Regions from separate parts of the Mus musculus genome. Here all the other regions are linked to region 1. The links are chromatin contacts, called in public Hi-C and promoter capture Hi-C maps. All regions are on one chromosome and are shown on one strand. The core of a region is the stretch at or near the end of the contact, and the rest is flanking DNA. Distances in the headings are between cores, read along the strand shown. Region 1 holds the start of Cenpe (centromere protein E). Region 2 holds the start of Zgrf1 (zinc finger, GRF-type containing 1). Region 3 holds the start of Rrh (retinal pigment epithelium derived rhodopsin homolog).

What was found. Promoter capture Hi-C pulls out the DNA fragments that hold promoters and counts their contacts. Hi-C and Micro-C count contacts between places; a contact is called where the count stands out from the background.
Region 2: a Hi-C map of CD4 T cells shows a contact between it and region 1, with 6 times the contacts expected there. The contact joins the promoter of Zgrf1 here to the promoter of Cenpe in region 1. A contact is called at or near these places in 1 of 39 promoter capture datasets (pre-B cells) and 1 of 484 Hi-C or Micro-C datasets (CD4 T cells).
Region 3: a promoter capture Hi-C map of pre-B cells shows a contact between it and region 1, with 2.3 times the contacts expected there. The contact joins the promoter of Rrh here to the promoter of Cenpe in region 1. A contact is called at or near these places in 1 of 39 promoter capture datasets (pre-B cells) and 2 of 484 Hi-C or Micro-C datasets (CD4 T cells and uterus).

What each region holds. Positions count from the first base shown.
Region 1 is chr3:135,211,076-135,214,168 of GRCm38.p6, reverse strand. Cenpe (centromere protein E) reads right to left here and starts at 1,606. Exons shown (of 46, transcript NM_173762.4): 1 at 1,455-1,606. The coding sequence starts at 1,510.
Region 2 is chr3:127,551,803-127,554,895 of GRCm38.p6, reverse strand. It overlaps Zgrf1 (zinc finger, GRF-type containing 1), which reads right to left and starts at 1,407. Exons shown (of 26, transcript NM_197997.2): 1 at 1,241-1,407. It overlaps Larp7 (La ribonucleoprotein domain family, member 7), which reads left to right and starts at 1,547. Exons shown (of 13, transcript NM_138593.2): 1 at 1,547-1,713.
Region 3 is chr3:129,820,812-129,823,904 of GRCm38.p6, reverse strand. It overlaps Rrh (retinal pigment epithelium derived rhodopsin homolog), which reads left to right and starts at 1,400. Exons shown (of 7, transcript NM_009102.3): 1 at 1,400-1,528. The coding sequence starts at 1,423.

The sequences.
Region 1 (3,093 bases), core at 357-2,856:
TCAAAACACCTCCACCACCCAACCAAAACCGACCAACCGCCCCCCCCCCCAACCAAATAAACAAACAAAAATTAAAAAAAAAAACCCAAACCTCTTGCAAAATGAAGATTTAAGTAATATAATTTTATGTTTAACTATATTCATAACTATCTTTGTCTGCATAGGCTCTACTTCCTCTCTGAAATCTTTAAAAAAAACAAAAAAACTTCTGGAATCTTCCGGAATACTTGACATGCCCTAAATCCCCTGAACTATGTCACTAATCTCTTTCTGTTCTTTACTTTGAGACATTGTCTCACCTTGTTGGCCTGGAACTCACTAGGTAGCCCAGGCTGGTCTACAACTAAGATACACCTCCCTCTGTCTTCTGAGTGCTGGGGTTAAAGGCCTGTGCCACCATGACAGACACCACTAATCTCTTCAGTGCCACCTTCCTCTAAATTCCTATTCGTACCAAACACCACATCAGTCAAGCAATCTGGAAGTTGAATCTCTGTGATCTATCCATCAATGAACCACCTATTCTGTAGTGTTAGCGTTTTCCTGACACCAGGTACCCCATGTCTCTGAAGGCCCAGTGGCTCTTTCAACATTCTGCACAGTTTTGTTTTGTTTTTCTTTTTTTTTTCTGTGTATCGTTAACGGCTTATGTCTATAGATATACTGTTTTAGTTTGCTTTGTGCTGCTGTGATAAAATATCATGACCAAAAGCAACTTGGAGTGGAAAAGGTTTATATCAAAAGCAACTTGGAACGGAGAAGGTTTATATCAGCCTACACTTCCAGCCCCAGGGAAAGTCAGGGCAGGGTCGCAAGCAGGAGTGGAGGCAGAATTCATGAAGCACATTGTTTATTGTCTTGCTCTCTCTGGGTTTTGCCTACGTAGCTGTCTTACACAGCCTTGAGTTCCATGAGTAAGAATGGAACCACCCAGACTGGCCTAAGCACTGCCCATATCAACCAGGAACTAAGATTCCACCACAAGGACATGCCCACTGGCCAACTTCATCCAGGTAGTCCTCCAATGGAGACTCCCTTAGATATAGCTGGCTGTCAAGTCAACAGCTAATGCTAACTAGGAGCCAGCTTTTTCCCAAATTAGGGAAGGAACTTAAATGCAAGAAATAATCAATTTTGAGAATCTCGCCTATCGACCACCCGTTTAATACCAATTTCTCAAGCTTTAGCATCTCTAGCTGAAGGCCAGAAGCCAGCAAACCCAGTAGACTTCATCAACCCCCTCTTGTCTTTTCTTTCTGGCATTCCCGACCTTTTCCCACTACTGAACATTCACTGTCTCCGTCCATCAGGCGAGGACGGCAGTGTCCCCTGAGCAGAACTACGCGCAGTCGGACCGTGTTTTCGGGGAAACGGAGTCCTGCACCCGGGTGTCGGTGTGACTCGGGGCAGCGCGGGCTGGGACGCAGGTCCCCACGCCGCCCCAGGCCGCCTACCTGCTGTTGAGGGGTCGCACACGAACACAGACAGCCACTGAAGCCTCCTCGGCCATCCTGTCCGCTGCAGACTAAGGGAAACGAAGGAGAGCAACGGCGCCGACCGAGCTCCCGGGCCGCCCCGCCTTTAAGTTTAAAATGTCCTCAAGGTTGCAGCGGATTGGGTGGCGCAGCGTCATGACGTCACGGGACAGTCCAAGTGCTGCGGCGAGTGGGGGTTGCGGGGGGAAAGGCGGGGCGAGTCCATGGATGGGGAAGGCGGGGGAGACTCAGAGATCCCGGAACTGAGAGCCTCAGAACTCAGCTGGAGAGAAGTTTTGTGTTAGAGTCACGCCTGCAGAACAAAAGAATTATAATCTTAAAAAACAAACAAACAAGAACTCCAGACTAGACCAAACCAAAAAAAGCTTTCGTTTTGTTTTAAAGCCTCCAATGGGAACTCACTGCCCAGCCAGGAAAGGAAGATTTTCTTTTCTTTTGGAACTGCTTTGAGGCGTTGTTGTTTCTTTTCTTTAACTTTCATTTCTCTGGACGGTGAGTGTAAGAGCCTCATGTAAGGGAGAGAATCATTGACACCTGGGAAAATGTTGTGGGGACATGACAGTGCTGCACACTAGAGCATGGATTACCCGAGAAATCCCCAGTACTAGGCATGGAACACTTCTTTTCATGTTGGTTAGAGTAATCCAAGAGGCTCCCAAAATAATAAAGCTACGCCTTAGGGACGAGGCTTCTAGCTCAGAAACAGCTGGAATTTTCTAATTCCCGACAAGTCTGAAGTATGTGGTGTCTCCAGGCAACAATGACTTAACCTTCAGCCTCAGGGAGGCAACCAAGGACAATTTGGGGATGTCAGTTCTCTCCTACCACTAGGTTCTAGGGATTCAACTTTAGCTTGGCAGCCAGTGACTTTACTCACTGAGCTATCTTCCCTGCCCTGTTTTAACTTTTTTTTTTTTTTTTAAAGTGGGCAAATATATATTTAGCTGTAGGGAACAAACTTATGAAGGGGAAGAAATGTTATGTCATTAAAGGCTCAGAGGCAAGGAAGGGATTTTTTAGAGCAAGAGTATTATTTTCACAGCTGTGATTTTGTCACACTGTCTTTGCTAACATTATATAGCAGGCAGTATTTATTAAAGATTGACTGTATTCCACTATATGATCTATGCTGTTCATCAAGAGATAATTATTAGAAGGAAAAAGAGAGGGACTGAGAGGGTAGCAGAAGAGGTGAATTTGACAAAAGGACGTAATATTCAGGTATGAAAATGTCATAACAAAATGAAACGTCTTGTACAATTAATATACACTAATGAGAAAGAGATGGTGCTTGATGGTTCAAGGCCAATGGGGGCAGTTTAATCAGTCTCACAATAACTGAAAAGGGGGCCGGAGCTGGGGAATCCTGCATCATTCTGTTCAATTCCTAACAGTACAGAAAAAGAGATATTCATTGTGAAACTGTTTTATGTTGTGCTTTTTTTTTTCAAACCCAGATACCAATTGTTTGATTTTACCAAAGAAGCCTAGGGAGCCAGATGCTGGGTATAAAAGCCTGCTAGCTCAGAGAGTCAGAGGAAGCACCCCGCTGACCCTCCTCCTCAGCTGATGTTCCAAAAGGAAGCTCTCCTTCTCA
Region 2 (3,093 bases), core at 158-2,657, 7.7 Mb after region 1:
TTTCAGGACCACAAATATTAACATCCGGCGCCAGCCACTTGAGTTCACATATAAAACGTCATAGTTGTTTCGCATATAATAGGAGCATGCACATATTTTCTAACATAAATAAGTTATCTCTAGATTACTTGTACCTAGTAGGTTGTAAATGATATGCAAACAGTGATTAAACTGCATTGTTCAAGAAATGGTAACAAGCCTGACTTGGTGGAACACAACTTTGATTCCAGTGCACAGGATGCACAGTCAGGTGGATCTGTGACTTCAAGGCAGCCTGGTTGCCTGTCTACCTATAGGGCTCCAGGACAGTCAGGACTAACTACATAGATAGACACTGTCTAAAAGGAAGAAATAAAAATGATAATTTAAAAATCTGTATGCTCAGTACTAACAACTTTTTTCTATTTCCCATCTATAACTGGCTGAATACAGATCCAGAAATTACAGGTACAGAGGGTTGACTATATACCCTAGTCAATATAGCACAACATCCTAGAGCCAAATATACAATATATAATTCCTCTGCAAGGAAAATTTTGTTCTTTCTTTTACCCAGTGCTAGGGGCTGACAAAAGGGACTATATGTAAACTAGGTAATAGTGCTTACATGCATCCAGTCCTTTATGTTTGTTTAAAATAGGATCTGACCATATTGCACAATCCCGTCCTAGCCTCTGGAAATAGCTGGGATATTACAAGCAATATGCCACCACACCCAGGAAGAAAAATCTCTTGGACAGTGCTGCAGCAGCCACTGTAACTACCATGTTAACTATAAGGTCAAATTTTGAAATCTTGAAATCGTCGATGGTGAACTGAATACAGATGCAAAAGCAGCACACATAAGCACACATATCTTCAAGTGGTTCCAGGGACATGACCTGACAATTAGTTAGCAATGAACATTTTAGGTCCTATTCTTTTAGGTCCTATTCTTGATCTATTACGTTAGGAAGTCCAGCTCTGGAGCCCAACAACAGTTTCTATCTGGCCCTCTGCAGTGATGAAAAACTGTCACAATAGCTCAGAACAGCACCGCTCAAACCAGGAAAGTTTCCAAACCACGAACGGCCTGCTAAACCACAAGGAACAGTACAGATCCCTAAAAGAAACATAGCTTCACTTGCCAAGCCTTGACACTTCAAGGTTTTGTATCACTAAATAATAATGGCCCCCTTGGTCCTATGTCAGCCCCTAAAACACCCACAACCGGGATGGGCCGCTATGGTGACCGCCTCACCCGGCACTCTAACGGCGCCTCGTGGGTCGCTTCCGTGGAGGCGAGTCAGTGTCCAGTGCTCTCCCAACCGCGCCAAGTCGCCCGGTCTGTCCACCCTTCTTGCCTAGAACACGGGAGAGAAAAGTCTCCACTTCACCGGCTCAATGACATAAACTCCACTTTCTAATTTCTCCCGCCAACTTAAGTGACGTCATCAAGCAGGGACGGTACCGCGGAGGCCCCGCCCGCCGCCGTTCGCAAACCACCAATGGAACTCCGCGTGCCAGCGCAGTCACCGCGTGGCTCCCGCCCCCGAGATGCTCCGCCTATGACGTCAGCAACGAACCCTGGGCCTCGGACCCGTCTTTCCGTAGCGGGCTGAGAGAAGCGCGTCGCTACTCGAATGACGCAAATTTCCGCCGACCGCAGGGGTCGGGAGAAGGAAAGCGTGGGAGAACACAAGCGCTGACCGTGGATCTGGGGACGAGCACGGAGTAAGTCACTACTGGCCTGCAGAGCCTCTCAGACCCGTAGAGGTGGGAACTCCTCTCAGTCGGGTCTCCTGAGGGCCACCCTCCATCCGCGGTCCGCCTCACCCCGCCCCCGTCGCCACTGTGCCGTTGGTTTGGCGCCGTGCGTTGTGCGCACGCGCAGTTCCCTGGCGGCCCCTGCTATTCGGAGCTCAGTACAGAGGGGGCGGGCCGAGCTTGGGGTTGGGGTGTTTGGGGCACGCCCGGCTGCGGGGGGGGGGGGGGGGGGGAGTCTGTGCGGAAGTAGGGTTGCTCAGAGGAACTGTGGGTGTTAGGCAGGTTGTCTTCCCAAAGGACATCAGTTGTGAGAACTTGCATTCTAAAGTTCAGTCTTTTCTTTTTGCTAGTCCCTCTATAGAAAAAGCCGTTGTAGAAGGGGCTAACAGTAATGAATTTAAGTTCTGAGTGCGTTTATGAGAAATTAAGGAGAAATATGAGTGGAGAGTTCATTGAGAATGGAAATCCTCAAGAAGTAAGACTGCCTTTTAGTAGTCTTTCGAAGCCGGGCGGTGGTGGGAAACCGAATGACTTCATAAAACATTCACACTAAAAGATTATTTGGAGCAAAGTTCCAGACCGCTAAAGGGTTTGCCGTGACTACAACTTTGGTTCTCAATCTTTTGGGTACTCTTCTTTTTGTTTAAAGCCTGGAAAATATTATTGTCGAGTTCCTTTGAAAATTTTACATGTACCTGTGGAAACATTTTGTATGTGATTTTACAAACAAAACCTTTGATTTAAAATTTAAAAAAAAAAAAATGGTCTTTTGCTTTACATCTAGCACAGCTTACTTCCAGATTATCTGTGACATTCACTGTCTTTGGGCAGTGTTGCAACTTTGTAACTTGTTGAAAACATAAAGATGAAAACCATGTTTGCCCAATCATTGCCCCTGACCAGTATATGTTAACATTCATTTTGACTTTATGCTGCATATTGATCTGGTCTTTTCTCCTTTAAACAGACTAGTTCCACTTAAATTTACCATATTCCTTTATATTTGTATAAGCATGATTTTACCTTTTGTTTAAAAGTTTGTCTTATAACATCTCATGGATTCCTAAGATGTCTTTAAACTCCCAGAAGTGTCAGGGAGGTCAGATGAAGAATTCCTGGGACAGCCCAGGCAGTGGTGACGCACACCTTTAATCCCAGCATTTGGGAGTTGGCAAAGGCAGGTGGATTTCTGAGTTCGAGACCAGCCCGATCTACAGAGTAAATTCCAGAACAGCCAGGCTATACAGAGAAACCCTGTCTTGAAACCACCACCCACCACCCCCCAAAAAAGAAATTCCTGGGTCAGAATATAGTGTGAATGCTGACAGAGTGTAGCTTCTACTAAAC
Region 3 (3,093 bases), core at 151-2,650, 5.4 Mb after region 1:
AGGTGAAAGATTGTAGAAGTCGGTGTACAGACCACCTGGACATTGCACACTGATATCCCAGACTGACTTCAGATTCTGTGTAGCCATGGCTGACCTCGGCTGTTAGGGTTATATAGTGTGGTTTCCCTTTTACGCTACGTAACTAGTTAAACATTGCTGTGTCTCACTCCCCTGTGTCTCTGGGGTTTGGTTGAAAGATTTCAGTTCTAATCAAATTCAAGTCAATCCCACTACCCGAACTTTGAGGTACTGAGATTTACACAGTAGGCTCAGATTCCTGGTGTAAGTTCTTTTTAAGGTATTCACATTTTAGAACACTGGAGTACTGGTCAGGTAGGCCACCCTGTTCCCTAGACTGAAAACTGCAACTAAGAAGGCCTCTAGAGAACCCGTGATGAGCAGATACGCCCTCTAGTGGTTCTATTAGACTATACAGAAATTGTGACTTGAGCCTTGCTTTGAAGCTCTACTGTCTAAACTTGGGAATTATGATGTTAAAAGGTAGCCTAGGTTCCTCTTTATCCTAACTGTGCATGTTCACACTAGGTTTTTATGTGTCCATACGGACTATCAGGATTATCGTGGCCTTGCTAAGTTGAGTGGTTGACTAATGTGAGCTCGTGAATGTCAAAATACAGAATTAACCAAGGTGGCATAGAGCGTGGTGTATCCATGCTGTAGAACATTTAACACTTGGCTATTACAGCCGAACTGGGTTTTATGGGATGGTATTTAGGGGGAACAGGCTTCATCATGTGTGCGTTACAGACAGACATACTGGTTACATATAACAGATGACCTCATTTTTGTTTAAAAAGAAAGAAGTGGCAAGAACCTCAAACTCTTAGCTCAGGCAATATTGGTGTCATTCATCCAGGGATTTAGAAGTATGGGAGTTGATAGTGTTATTGCTAAGGAAAATACATGTTTGCGTGCGCGCGCGCGCGCACACACACACACACACACACACACACACACACACGGACCTGAGATGAAAAAAAACCAGTGTGTAATGTGTTAACAGTTGGATCTCTAGTACAAAGGTGCAGTCCCTCACCTGAATAGCTACAGAAGATAACGGAACAGCTCATTTCAGGGACTGCTTTTGGAGTTGGGTTTGCCTGTGGTTTTTTTGCTAGACTAGGATGTGTTTACTTGGTAATCTGCTTATAAATACAAGCCTGGACCTAAAGTGCTTAAGATGTGAGGCGGTTGGAATTTCTTTGTTTTACTAAGGAGATTTTTCTCTCATTCTAAGAATTAAAATCTTTTCCTCTTCAGCCCAATTATGTATTAATGGACAGTCTTTGTGAAAAGGCCTTTCTTTGAGGTCTACAAGCGGAAATGATTTGTTCTGAAAGAGCATTCTTGACCGATCACCATTGCTGAGGGCTGCTTCAAAGGTGGTCTTGACTTTCCAAAATGCTGAGTGAGGCTTCGGATTTTAACAGCTCGGGCTCTAGGAGCGAAGGTTCTGTCTTTTCAAGGACTGAGCACAGCGTCATAGCGGCTTACCTGATTGTGGCAGGTACGGGTGTTTATTCAGTGACCTGCTTCTCGGGTGGGAGAAGAACTGAGGTGGTGGGCACAAGGGTGCAGGATGCAGGCTAGCTCAAACATGGGGTGGGCTGGGGTTGTAACAATCAGAAAATGGACATGGGAAAATATGCTGCTTCCTGACGGAAGGTTTTTGAGCAAAGAGGGACAAGAAAACTTTGTATCAAATGAAGCTTTAAAATAAAACTTGTCCGTATATTTGGTTTTTACCTTAAATTCATGAGCAGAGTGTGCATCGTGGTTAAAAGCATGCTTTCTATCATTTATGACTCTCATGCATAATTTGCAGTTTTCTTGGTAGGAAATAGCTCACGATTAAAACGTACTAGAGGAAACGCTGAAGTTTAAAGCAAAAGATAGAGGCTGCAGATCTGGTGTGTAAGTTCAGCTCCTCCCGCAGGCAGCCACGGGAGGCGGCAGCTTTGAAAGTGGGCCCAAGGGATTTCAGCTTTTTACTCTTGCACGGTCTCCTTTGCAAAATGAAGATAAGAATCAGGGATCCACTGAGCTCCTTATGAAGAGTATATATAATCAAGGCCCCTAAGGGACATGGGTACAAGGTATGCTCTTGTTGATAAAATTATCAGATTGAGATGAAGGCTTGTTTGTTGAAAAGGAGAGAAATGACAGAAACTGTACCAGTGGCCGGTGTGACTTTTATAACCAGCAATTACTTGATCTCAAACTTCACAGAAGTGGCGAGTTTTAGTAACTGTTATGTTGGGTTCATTGCTTTTCGGATTGACATTTATGAAAAATTCAAGTGTGTTTCCAAAAACAGTGAGAAATATATCTCCATGTGTCTTCATAACTACTTATTTTTACCTCATAGTTGACGTGGGCTATAGATAACAATTTCCTTTTAATTTTAGTGGTACCGTAACTAGTTCATTTGAATACTTCTGGGTGGTAAGAGGCAAAAAGTGAGCCCCCAATTCCAGAATTACACTACACAGAGGCACTGTATACAAGTTTTGGCTCCATTAAATATGTGACAGGGGAAATCTAACATTAATCTGGCATTTTGAAGCCTGGAACAGGAGAATTGCTAAGGATTCCAGAGTCACCTGGGCTCCATAGGGAGACTGTCACAAACAAACAAACAAACAAACACTAAAACAACAACAACAATAAACAAACAAAAAAACTGGTCATGAGATTAGTATGGGAAGGAAATTTCCTAAGGAACTCTGGTAGCTGCGTTTTTGTTTTGTTTTCCTAGTTCATACAGATGAAGAGCTGAGCGGCTGCGTGGCTCTGAACAGAGGCCTTTTGTTAGGGCTGTCATGTGACTGCACCGGTCAGTTTTATTAGGAAACATCGGAGCATGCGTTCTCTGCGTATGTTTTCTCGTAGAGGACTGAAGGAAGTGGATCTAAGCTCTTCCTGCATTTGTTCTGTGTGTGTCGAGTATCCTGTAGTCTTCCTATCCCCTCAGTTTCCTCCTTTAACAAAACCCACTGAGCTCCCAAATAAGAATGAACACTTTGAGCTGAGGAAAAGGCGCACTTAAGTATCATTCCACTTACCGTTTTT